Linked DNA regions of Anser cygnoides: region 2 is linked to region 1. The links are chromatin contacts, called in public Hi-C maps. All regions are on one chromosome and are shown on one strand. Each heading gives the region's core, a stretch centred on a gene start, on an enhancer-like site or on the middle of the called end of the contact. The rest is flanking DNA. Distances are from core to core; before and after follow the strand shown.

Region 1 (5,067 bases), core at 863-3,362:
CTGAATGAGAGAGCCTGACACTTACCAAAGCGGTATAAAGAGTTGAGAAGAATTGATAAAGGCGTTTTGGAGGACTGTGCGACTTCTTATCAGCATTACAAAGCCACTGCACTGCGGAAATACTGAGAAAGAGAACAAGACCCTCAAGACACCGAGCCATCAATTCTTTAGCAGAGCCCATAACCTCCCTTTGAGATTCCTTTCACTGTTAAACATGTGTTAGGCATCAGGGAAACTAATTAATTTTCCCCATGTAACTTTGCCTTCCACTTTGCAGCCAAGACACTACAGGAATCCCTCTTGAGACTCCCTAAGCTATGCCACAACCCAACATAGCACAGCAGTTATTCAAGCTTATTCAAGCACAACAAAAACACCAGACATCTCCCCCAGGCCAGGTGCTCAAATAATTCAATGCTTGGTTGGGGCCCTTGCATAGCCCACAAGCTGCCATACAGGTTTTGACAATGAGCAATCCCAAACTGATTCAGATCAGTAACAGACAGCCCCTGCTCCTGTCCAGTACCTTTATGAGGTATTCTCTAAGAAAAGTATTTCTTTCCCCTTCACCTCAAAATCAACCATCAAGTTCAGCTGTGAGGTCAATCCCTAGGTCAATGTCACAGGAATATTTTAGGTTTTCATCCTAGGTCCATGTCTCAACTCTCCTGATGTTATCTCCACCTTCACTTTATTTATTTCAATAATCTTCCCAGCTCACTACCACAAAACACAGACAAGCATCTCTTGGGAAACTGCTGCTTCTACAATCTGGAATCTCAGCAGCTTGTCCCAGAGAGCTGGAGTCAAGTTGGCATGGAGCAAACAGAGTTACAGATAAGGACAGTCACAGTCAACTGTCACGCAACATAAGCAGACCATGTATACAGTACAAAATACGTAGTTATGCAGAGTATCAAGAGAGCTTGGTTAGGTGCACAAACTCACCTGATACAGCCATCAAACATGCCAGGTCTGAAGGGAATGCCGTGACCCACATCTGCAAGAAGAAGGTCTCCTTCCACCTCTCTCTCCACAGCCACATCTGCACAGAACAGAGGACAGCTCATAGTACCAAGCTCATGCCTTCAGCAATCACCTCTGAGGTGAAGTGAGCACTAAAGGGGAGGAGAGACCACTCACCCAACATTGCAGGGCTAATGTCCATGCCAATCCAGTAGTGCCCCTCTTCAGAGATAAAATCCCCGCTCAGCCCAGAGCCGCAGCTGAAGGGAGGAAGGGGTGGTAACAGATCACAGGCCTTGCCAGACAACGCTCTAGGATAGCCACCGCCCAACAGCGATATCCCCCTCTGTTAGTCCGCAGCAGACACCAGCGCCATGCCGGGCTGAATCCCCGCAGGCCTGCGTGCTGCGCCCCGCCGCTGGGCCCCGCTCACCCCACGTCCAGGAGGAGGCACGGCCGGTCCTCGGGCAGCCCCAGCAGCTCCACGGCCCGCTCCGACATCTGCGCCTGGATCTCCCTCACCCGGGAGCTACAAAGCAGGGCAAGGGAGGGCTCAGGAAGGGGCGCGCCAGGCCCGGGCCCGGGCCCCGCAGCCGCTCCCTCAGCCCAGCCCAGCCCAGCCCGCCCCGCCGTACTTCTGCGTGTACTTCCGCGCCTCCACCTCATCGTAGAACTGCAACGAGAGAAGGGAGAGGGAGGCGTGAGGCCCGGCCCCGGCCCCGGCCCCGGCCCCGGCCCCGGCCCCGGCCCCGGCCCCGGCCCCGGCCCCGGCCCCGGCCCCGGCCCCGGCCCCGGCCCCGGCCCCGGCCCCGGCCCCGGCCCCGGCCCCGGCCCCGGCCCCGGCCCCGGCCCCGGCCCCGGCCCCGGCCCCGGCCCCGGCCCCGGCCCCGGCCCCGGCCCCGGCCCCGGCCCCGGCCCCGGCCCCGGCCCCGGCCCCGGCCCCGGCCCCGGCCCCGGCCCCGGCCCCGGCCCCGGCCCCGGCCCCGCCGCCTCACCAGCTCGGGCGGCCCACGGTGCTCGGGCCGCCGCCCGCCGGCCGCCATGCTGCCGCGCGCCGTCACCGCCCCGACGTCACCGCGAGGCGCCGGCGCAGAGCGCGCCGCACCCAAGATGGCGGCGCGCGGGCGCTGAGACGGCGGGGCCCGATGGAGCTGGAGGCGCTCGGTCGCCTGCGGCGCCTCCTGCTCGCCGCGCCGGGCCTCGGCCTGGCGCCGGGCCGCGCCGGGCACCGGGGATGCGGCGAGGCCTCAGGTCCGCGCCGCGACCTGTACGAGGTGCTGGGCGTCCCGCCCACGGCGACGCAGGCGCAGATCAAGACGGCGTACTACGAGCAGTCGTTCCGGTACCACCCCGACCGCAACGCGGGCAGCGCTGCCGCCGCCGAGCGCTTCGCCGCCGTCAGCGAGGCCTACCTGGTGCTGGGCAGCGCCGCGCTGCGCCGCAAGTACGACCGCGGCGTCCTCAGCCGCGAGGACGTGCGCGGCGCCCCCAAGCCCTCGGGCCGCCCGCCCGCCCCCAAGCCCCCGCCCGCCCGCGCCGCCGCCTCCGGCTCCCCCCGCGGGCCCGTCCCGCCGCCCTTCGACTTCGACGCCTTCTACCGCGCGCACTACGGGGAGCAGCTGGAGCGGGAGCGGGCGCTGCGGGCGCGGCGGGAGCAGCTGCGCCTCCGCCGGGAGGAGGCCGCGGCCCAAGGCCGCTTCCAACTCGTCTCTGACCTCTCGGTCGGGCTCCTGTTTTTCTTGGGCGTCGTTCTGCTCTACGGCCTCAAGTAACGCGTGGGCACCAGCCCAGCTCCGCCGCTGCAACAGGACAACGGAGCTCACTGGTGGGCATGGCCCCTGCACCCACGTCATGCCTGGGCTCAGCTCCTCAGGCCATGACGTGGCCCTTCTGCCAGTGCGGTCTTCAGAGATAGTGTGCGACCAGCAGGCACTGTATGTGGGCTCAGCTCCTCAGACTGTGACCTGTCCCCTTTGCCGTGATCTTTAGAGACAGTGCATGGCCACAGTACATGGCTGTGATGTGTTACCTCTGCAAGTGTGACCTGCAGATACTGTATGACCACTGGGTATCACATGTGGGCCCTTCTCGATAGGTTGCAGCGTGCCCCTTCTGCCAGTATGACCTGCAGATGTTGTGCCTGATGGGTTCGTGGACCTTGGTTTGTGGACTCTGACATGTCTCCACCATCAGTGCTGCTCTTTGACCCTGGTGGGAACCACGTGTCTTCTCTTGAGCCGCAGTGGAGATTAAATGATTGACAATGGTGTTTGTGTGCTGTGTGTGTTTGTAGGGGGTGCTCTTGCCAATGCTGACTAATGACTCCCTGTGGTTTTCCGTTAATCTGAAACTAGCCACCTCCATGCTTTCACACTTCTTACTATATATTTGGGGCGTTTTGGGAGCATTGGTTTCCAGACTTCATCGTTGCCTTTGTCTCCATTCAGGATTTGCCTCACTCTGTGGCGACTACAGAAATTTCAGCTTCAGCAGCCTTACAAGAATGAAACCTGGTCCTACAAGAATGAAACCATGTCCTAGTCAGCGTGTGACACCACCTAGAGATGCTGCCCAAAATACTTTGGTATTCAGAACAGTCTGTCCTGTCTAGGGCTTGCTAGGAACTTTGCACAAGACTATCTCGTATAGGCCTTTATGGTTGGAGCAGTACGCTTCTGGACACTGAGTGGTGTTACTTGTGTTTTGCATGTGTCTAAGCATCATTTGCACAGAAGAGTATTTACCTATTTAAGTACAGAGTGTTTTAGGAACATTTTAGGAAATGTTTAGGAAATGAATGTTTTAGGAAAGATTGTCTCTAGGAGCTTCTGTGTTTCCTTTGGTGCAAGTTTCCCCTGTACTATTTGAAGAGACTGAAGTTTGCTATAACATGGTATTGCAATGCTTAGCATGCCAAAGGTATTGTCTGCATTGCTTTGCACTATATTTGGTGGGCTTGGCTGCACCTTCTGTGCAGAAGCTGAACCCTCCCGTCTCACTGCAGTGACCCCGGGTTATGTTTTCTTCCAATATAAACTTGTGAAAGGAGAATGCCTAACATTTTCCAGCTGTGGAGTTCCGTGATACTGAACTGAGCCTTACGCAGTAGCATGTCAGAGTGTAATGTGTACCGGTGCAGGATATATGCTGCTATAGGAGAGTTTTCTGCCTCTTCTGGAAATAATTTTACTAATTCCAACTGCAGGCGCTCAAAAGTGCTGCGTGTTTGGAGAAATTCAGCCTGGGAGCACATAGAGGGCTTTCCAGGATCCTCTTTGGTTGTTGTTCCACCCCCTCTATGTGGGATAATAGTCCTGAAACATCAACATGTGAAGGGCAGAGGGAGCTTGGTGTTCAAAATTGGTTATGAACAGAAAGCCTCTAGAGCTGTGGCGAGTGCCATCACTGATGCATTTTTGTGCTGTAAGGCAAGTTTCTTGAAAGACCAGAGGCTGTTTCCCAGTCAGAGTTTGGCCAGTCTCTTGCAGACTGGAAGAGCTTGGCAACAGCCATGCGAAGCAGTGGGTACTGTACAGGAATACATCTCTAGTTCCTGGTATCATGGGTTGTAAGGTTTTCAAGGCAGCCCTGCCAAACACTTGTCTTCAAGATTGATCTTTGTGTATAGTGCCGAGGCCCAGGGCTGTGGGCTGTTCCTGCAGTCAAGCCCTGTATCCAGCCATGAACTGACTTGAAGGCAGGGAGTGGGTTGGTGCTGCACAGAACAGGAGGAACTGAGACTAGTCAGTGTGCTCCCTGCTTAACGCTGGGGGTAGAGAAGCACTTCTATAAGCCATCTGGCTCTCTTGCTCTGTGCCTGGTGCTTGTGTCTGAAATTGGAGGGTGAAGTATCCAGACACCAAAGCTGAGCTAATCTATGTCCCTAACTGTGAGTGGCTTGGGCAGTGTAAGAAAAGACCAAAAACTCATGGGCTGAAATAAAGACAGTTTAATAGAGAAAAAACAAACAAAAACAATAAGCAGTAATCAACAACAACAACAACAAATCACCAAATGATGCACAATTCAATTGCTCACCATCTGCTGATGCCCAGCCATTCCCCAAGCAGTCCCCTAGCTTTATGGTTCAGCATGACGCTG
Region 2 (5,067 bases), core at 1,472-3,971, 180 kb before region 1:
TAATATGCTGAAAAATTCAGCCCCAGTACAGGTACATGTAGCATTCAATAGGTAATCTCTACACTGTGAAAACTTTCCAATTAGTCTTACTGTTGCTTCTGAGCTTTGTAAGATATCAATCTATTCTAGATCAGTGTCTTTGGAGATTCTATGATAAATCTTTTTCAAGGTTAAAAGCTTTTTTGGATTACATTATATTAATCAGATCACTGTTGTCCACATACACCTCCTTCCAAAAAAATTTAAACAGATTTCCTTTATAAAATCCATATCAACTCTTCCTCAAGTTATTGAATTTATCCAAGAGTTTCCATTAACTCTATGTTTATTGAAATTTCCACTGCTTTGGTAGGTGTAGAAATGAGACCTCTGACTCTGGAGAGCTTTAGATTAATGACTGAGACTTTCAAGCACTGACAATCTCTGTGTCATCTCCATTCCCTTGGTAGCTAAGTAGCAGATCACATCCCACTGTGAGCAGATCAGAAATGTCCTGATGGAGTTTGGTTAGGGCTCCTGGCAGTGTTCATCTAGTGAGTGAGGTTTGTGACTTCTTTGCACTGACTTTTCATTCTGAATTCTTTCCACCACCCCTTACAAGGGCTCAAATGAGGGAAACCATCTCCACTGCCACTTCTGCACTATGAGTAGTGTCCCCATAGTGAGCACTGCAGCTGTTTCACCCTACCTCAGTGCTCAGTGTTGGGATCATTCTAGAGAATTGCTCCAGGGACTTGGAGCTTTAACCTCCCATGTGGCAGTGCCCCTTTGGGACATCCCTTTTGCATTGCACCAAGGACCACAGCTTCCACACCATCTCTCTCAGAGACTGTGTTGCATCCATATAGCTGTAATTGGCATCTCATAATGTGGGATCCAAAGGGCCAGTTACAAAATCCCTCAGCGATACAGATGGCTCATTCCTGTGTGGGATCCTTGCTCCCACAGGGCTGACATCTGGGCCATACCTGGGCCACTGACTGCTGGGGAAGGTCCCTCTGTGCGGTCTGTCTCTCCCTTCCCCAGCCTGGATGTCCTTCACTCATAAACTTTCCCTCCTCTGAAGTGCAAGCGCTGTTGGACTGGGGATGAGCACGTTACAATGTCCCTAAAAGCCTCACTGATGTACTTCTCTGCCTCCCTTAGACATCTGTTGATCCAGAAAACCCAAGTCTGCCTGTAGCAGGTGAACAGATGGCAAATGATCCTGGGGAAAAACCTGAAAAGTCCCTTTTGCACAGTGTGGTCCTGGCACAGGAGTGCTCTCAGAAAGCCTGAGTGTCTCCAATATTTTTGTTTCTCTTATTTCCTTGCCTAATTCTTAGTTTCCCAGGAAACCCACATGCCATTATTGCTCTCAAATGACTGCACACAGTAATTTTTAAATTGCTGCTCTCTTCAGCATCAACAGGCAGCCTGGGACAAGCTGACACATTTGTAATAAATCACAAAGGGGAAAAAGAGAGCTACAGAAAAATGTAGACCTGCCTAGATAATGAAGAAATGTCTCCTGAATGAGGTTTGCATCAATCAGTGAGAAAAATATCCAAAGCAACTATTTGTGCATATTCATCTTCCAGCTCTGCAAAATATTCCGGATGGCTGCTCACTCATCTGGAGCGCTGGCAGGACCCACCTTTGTGGTACAAAGGGTGTTCAGCTCCAGCTGCGAGCTGGATTAAAGTTCAGATGCCTGAGGCCACCTGATGTTAGCTTTATGCAACTGTTTATCCCAAGTTTTCATTGGGGGCATCCAAAAGATATGTCTGGGTGCTTTCTAGGCGCCCATGCTTGTGTCAGATTACAGAGCTGTGGGAAGAAGTTGCCAGATACTAGATATAAAACAAATGATTTAAACTTAAAATTATATCTACTTTATCCCCATGTGACTCTGGCCAGTGAGGACGTGCTTGTGGCACAGGTCTAGCTGGCATGGGAAATGCTAAGCCCTGGCAAAAACTCCCAGCATTTATCAAAGATCAGCTACACCAGATGATCTCTGGGCCCAGAAGAGGCATGGGCAGGAGCCCTGCCTAGCTGCTTCCCTTGGGCCACCACAGCCACAGAGGGAATCAATCGGCTTTAAGGACCGCATGCCTACAAGGTACATGAATCCTGAGCACCTGAGCTCATCGTAGTCCTCTCCGTGGGTCTCGCACACAGTGTTTGCATCCCCTCTCCTGCTGGGTCATGTCTTGGAGCAGGCTTTTGCCTCAGTTGTTTCACAGCTTCGTAGCACGGCTCAGTGACTCGGTGTGCATTGTGCTGAGCTGGATGCCCGTTGCTATAATTTTACTTGTTTGTGTCCCTTAATCTGTATTTGTTCCCTTGGAAGTGCAGGGAGACACGTTAGGGCAGAGGCACTAGGTAAATACCGTGTGCTCCTCTCCCCACCGGTGCACTGGGAGCAGCGATTAGCCCAGGGTAAACAGAGCTGACTGTGCTCCTCCTGCCAGCAAGCCCTGCTGGCGAGGGGTGGGCCGGGGACCTGGAGCCGATCCTCCCCAGATCTGCGGGGGGGGGGAAATAAAAGCCAGGGCAGTCAGGCGCGCGGTGAGAGCATGGCAGTGGCACGGAGCTGGAGCACCTGTGGCTAGTGGTGGCCTGTGGCGAGCGCTGCGGCCTGGCTGTGGGTGCGCCATGGGCGGGATCACTGCCACTGCTATAAATAGGGCTCACAGAGAGCTGGCCTGGCAAACCCAGAGCTGAACCAAGCGGCGTGGAGGAGACGGCGTGGGACAGGGACAGGGGTGGGGCGAGCCACACTGAGGAGGAGGTGCCTGTGCACTGCTGGGGAGGGCAACAGCGCGTGCTCCATGCCAGTGCAGCATCTGTAGGGCTCGGGCACTGCCAGGATATGGACTGCAGTGCTGGGGCAGACTACTAAGGGCTTCTCAGCTGGTGTGGCTCCTGCAGCAGGCACTGGGCAATGGCACAAGCTCAGGTGGGGCTCCCAGGACCCTTCCCGGAGCCCCTCGTTGGGCCATGCCCTGACTCCGACTTCGACTCTGACTCTGAGGATGCGACCATGGGTGGTGCAGGGCCTGGTGCTGGGGTTCAGAAACCCTCCCAGGTCATCCACAGTGGCCACTTCATGGTGTCGTCCCCGCACAGCGACTCGCTGCCCCGTCGGCGCCACCGCCATGCTGAGCCTGAGGCGGCTGATCCGCGGAGCATCGACCCAACCCTGACCCGGCTCTTTGAGTGCATGAGCCTAGAGTACAGGTGAGTCCGAGAGCCCTCGCGCCCAGCATGTGTCTCACTGATCCCCCAGCTCTCTGAAGGCGTGAGTCTGGCACGCTGGAAAGGCTGGGCTCCCCCAGCGCTGCTCCATCTCCAGGAACCTCATCTGCTTGTCCATTGGGTTTTAGTGGGGCATCTGCTCACAGAACGCCATCCTGGGAGGTTTCAGGGGAAAAGAGCTGGTGCTGGAGAACTGCTATGGAGCCAGATGAGTTCTTCCTCTCTTCGCACGTAGCTTAACCATCCTCCATCAGGAGATTTGGAGTTACTGCACTTGTCTGCAGCACCCTGCACCCCGGCCCTGCACACTCTGTAGAGCAGCAGTAACCTGTGTGCAGACAACACTTAGTCTTTGGCAATACAGCCCAGAGCTGTGCCCACTTGTCCCAAAGTTGTTCTAGGTCATGTGGCAGTGGCAGCACTCCAGCCTGGATGGCTGCGCAGGGCTTTGTCCAGGACCTGCTGAAAGCTTCCCCCCTTCTCTCCAGCAAAACCAGATGGGTGACTGTGTTGTTCCCCCAAACATACAAATCACCCAAGCCCAGGGTGCGAGGGACGTGCTCACCCCACATACAGCTCCTCGGTGACAACAGGAGAGCCTGCAACTTGTTTCTTAGCACTTTGGGCCATGTTCTTGGAGGCAGCTCCCCACTTCCACAAAGACCTCAAGGCTTTGTGACCTGTCAAAGGGTGACTTGCTCTACAGACCTCAGTGCAAAATTATTTGCACAGCTTTCCCAAAAATCCAAGTGAAAACCTGGATCGATGATTACCTATTGATGCCTTGTGAAGATAAAACACGGACAAAACAGCTTTGAAGAATTGCCCATCTCCTGGTCCCACGTTGGCCTCTCAGGTGTGCCTTGAAGTCCTTTGGAGCTTGGCATGGTGGCATATGTGGTCAGTCTCAGAGTAGTCCTGGTGACGCCATGTGCTGTGACAGTACTGCGCAGGGTACTAGTTGCCACGTAGCTGTGTACGTTTGGCCCATCGCCATGCGTCTGTGTGCCAGCCTGCATGGTTTGCTCATAGTTGGTGAGGCACAGAGGTGCTGGTGACGCTGATGCTCTGCAGAAATATGGTGAACTTCAGCATGGAGTGGCCCAGCCAAGGGTTGGTTGCACTTACTGCCAGCTACTCATGCAATGAGTAGCCTCACTTTCCTTTGCTCTCCCAGCCCCACAGTTGCCTTACTGTGAGTCTTGCTGCATGGGGCTGGAGGAGCAGACACTGCTGCACCCCAGAATGTGTAGGCTTCTGACTCCTGAGATGCCTCCATGTGCTCCTGAGCTCTGGTGCAAGTGCTTTGGCAGGTGGAGCAGACCAGAAGAGCCAGGACTGGCCCTTTTGCTGCAGACATGACTCCATCCCTCCAGACATCTGTACCCCTTAGACTCCTGGGCCTCACTTTCCTCCTGCATGACAAAGCATGAACCATCCCCAAGCCCAGTAGCATGGCGAACCATAACTGCAATTGAACAGTAGCCCTCAGTGAGGAGGATCCACATCAGCTACAAAGTTTTACTGCCACCACTGGTGGCCACTCCAGAGCCCAGAACATTAGAGAAGTCTTTTGTCTGTCTTGGCGCAAGACTAGGTCTTGCTCAGCACCTGTGAGAGCACATCTTTGTCAGCCCTGGAGCCAGGGCAGCTGCCAGTCGTGGAATACAGCAGGGAGATTTTGACATTAGATGATACCCAAATCCATGCTCAGTTCTTCTGTTTCTTGGAGGCCCTTCCATGCTTACATGCTCCCCTCCTCCATCTCACAGCCATTGTGCTCTGCAGCTTTGCAGCATCCTAAAAACAGATCGACAAGAAGTA

The links. A called contact is a pair of places that touch in the nucleus more often than the background predicts.
Region 2: a contact with region 1 is called in a Hi-C map of liver, with 10 times the contacts expected there. The contact joins the promoter of MLXIPL here to the promoter of DNAJC30 in region 1. A contact is called at or near these places in 2 of 7 Hi-C or Micro-C datasets (both in liver).

What each region holds. Positions count from the first base shown.
Region 1 is chr18:1,170,378-1,175,444 of Taihu_goose_T2T_genome, reverse strand. It overlaps DNAJC30 (DnaJ heat shock protein family (Hsp40) member C30), which reads left to right and starts at 2,112. Exons shown (of 1, transcript XM_066979400.1): 1 at 2,112-3,233. The coding sequence starts at 2,112. The coding sequence ends at 2,738. BUD23 (BUD23 rRNA methyltransferase and ribosome maturation factor) reads right to left here and starts at 2,058. Exons shown (of 12, transcript XM_066979398.1): 1 at 1,962-2,058; 2 at 1,602-1,639; 3 at 1,400-1,495; 4 at 1,144-1,226; 5 at 949-1,045; 6 at 26-122. The coding sequence starts at 2,009.
Region 2 is chr18:1,352,459-1,357,525 of Taihu_goose_T2T_genome, reverse strand. It overlaps MLXIPL (MLX interacting protein like), which reads left to right and starts at 2,721. Exons shown (of 16, transcript XM_048050094.2): 1 at 2,721-3,225. The coding sequence starts at 2,930.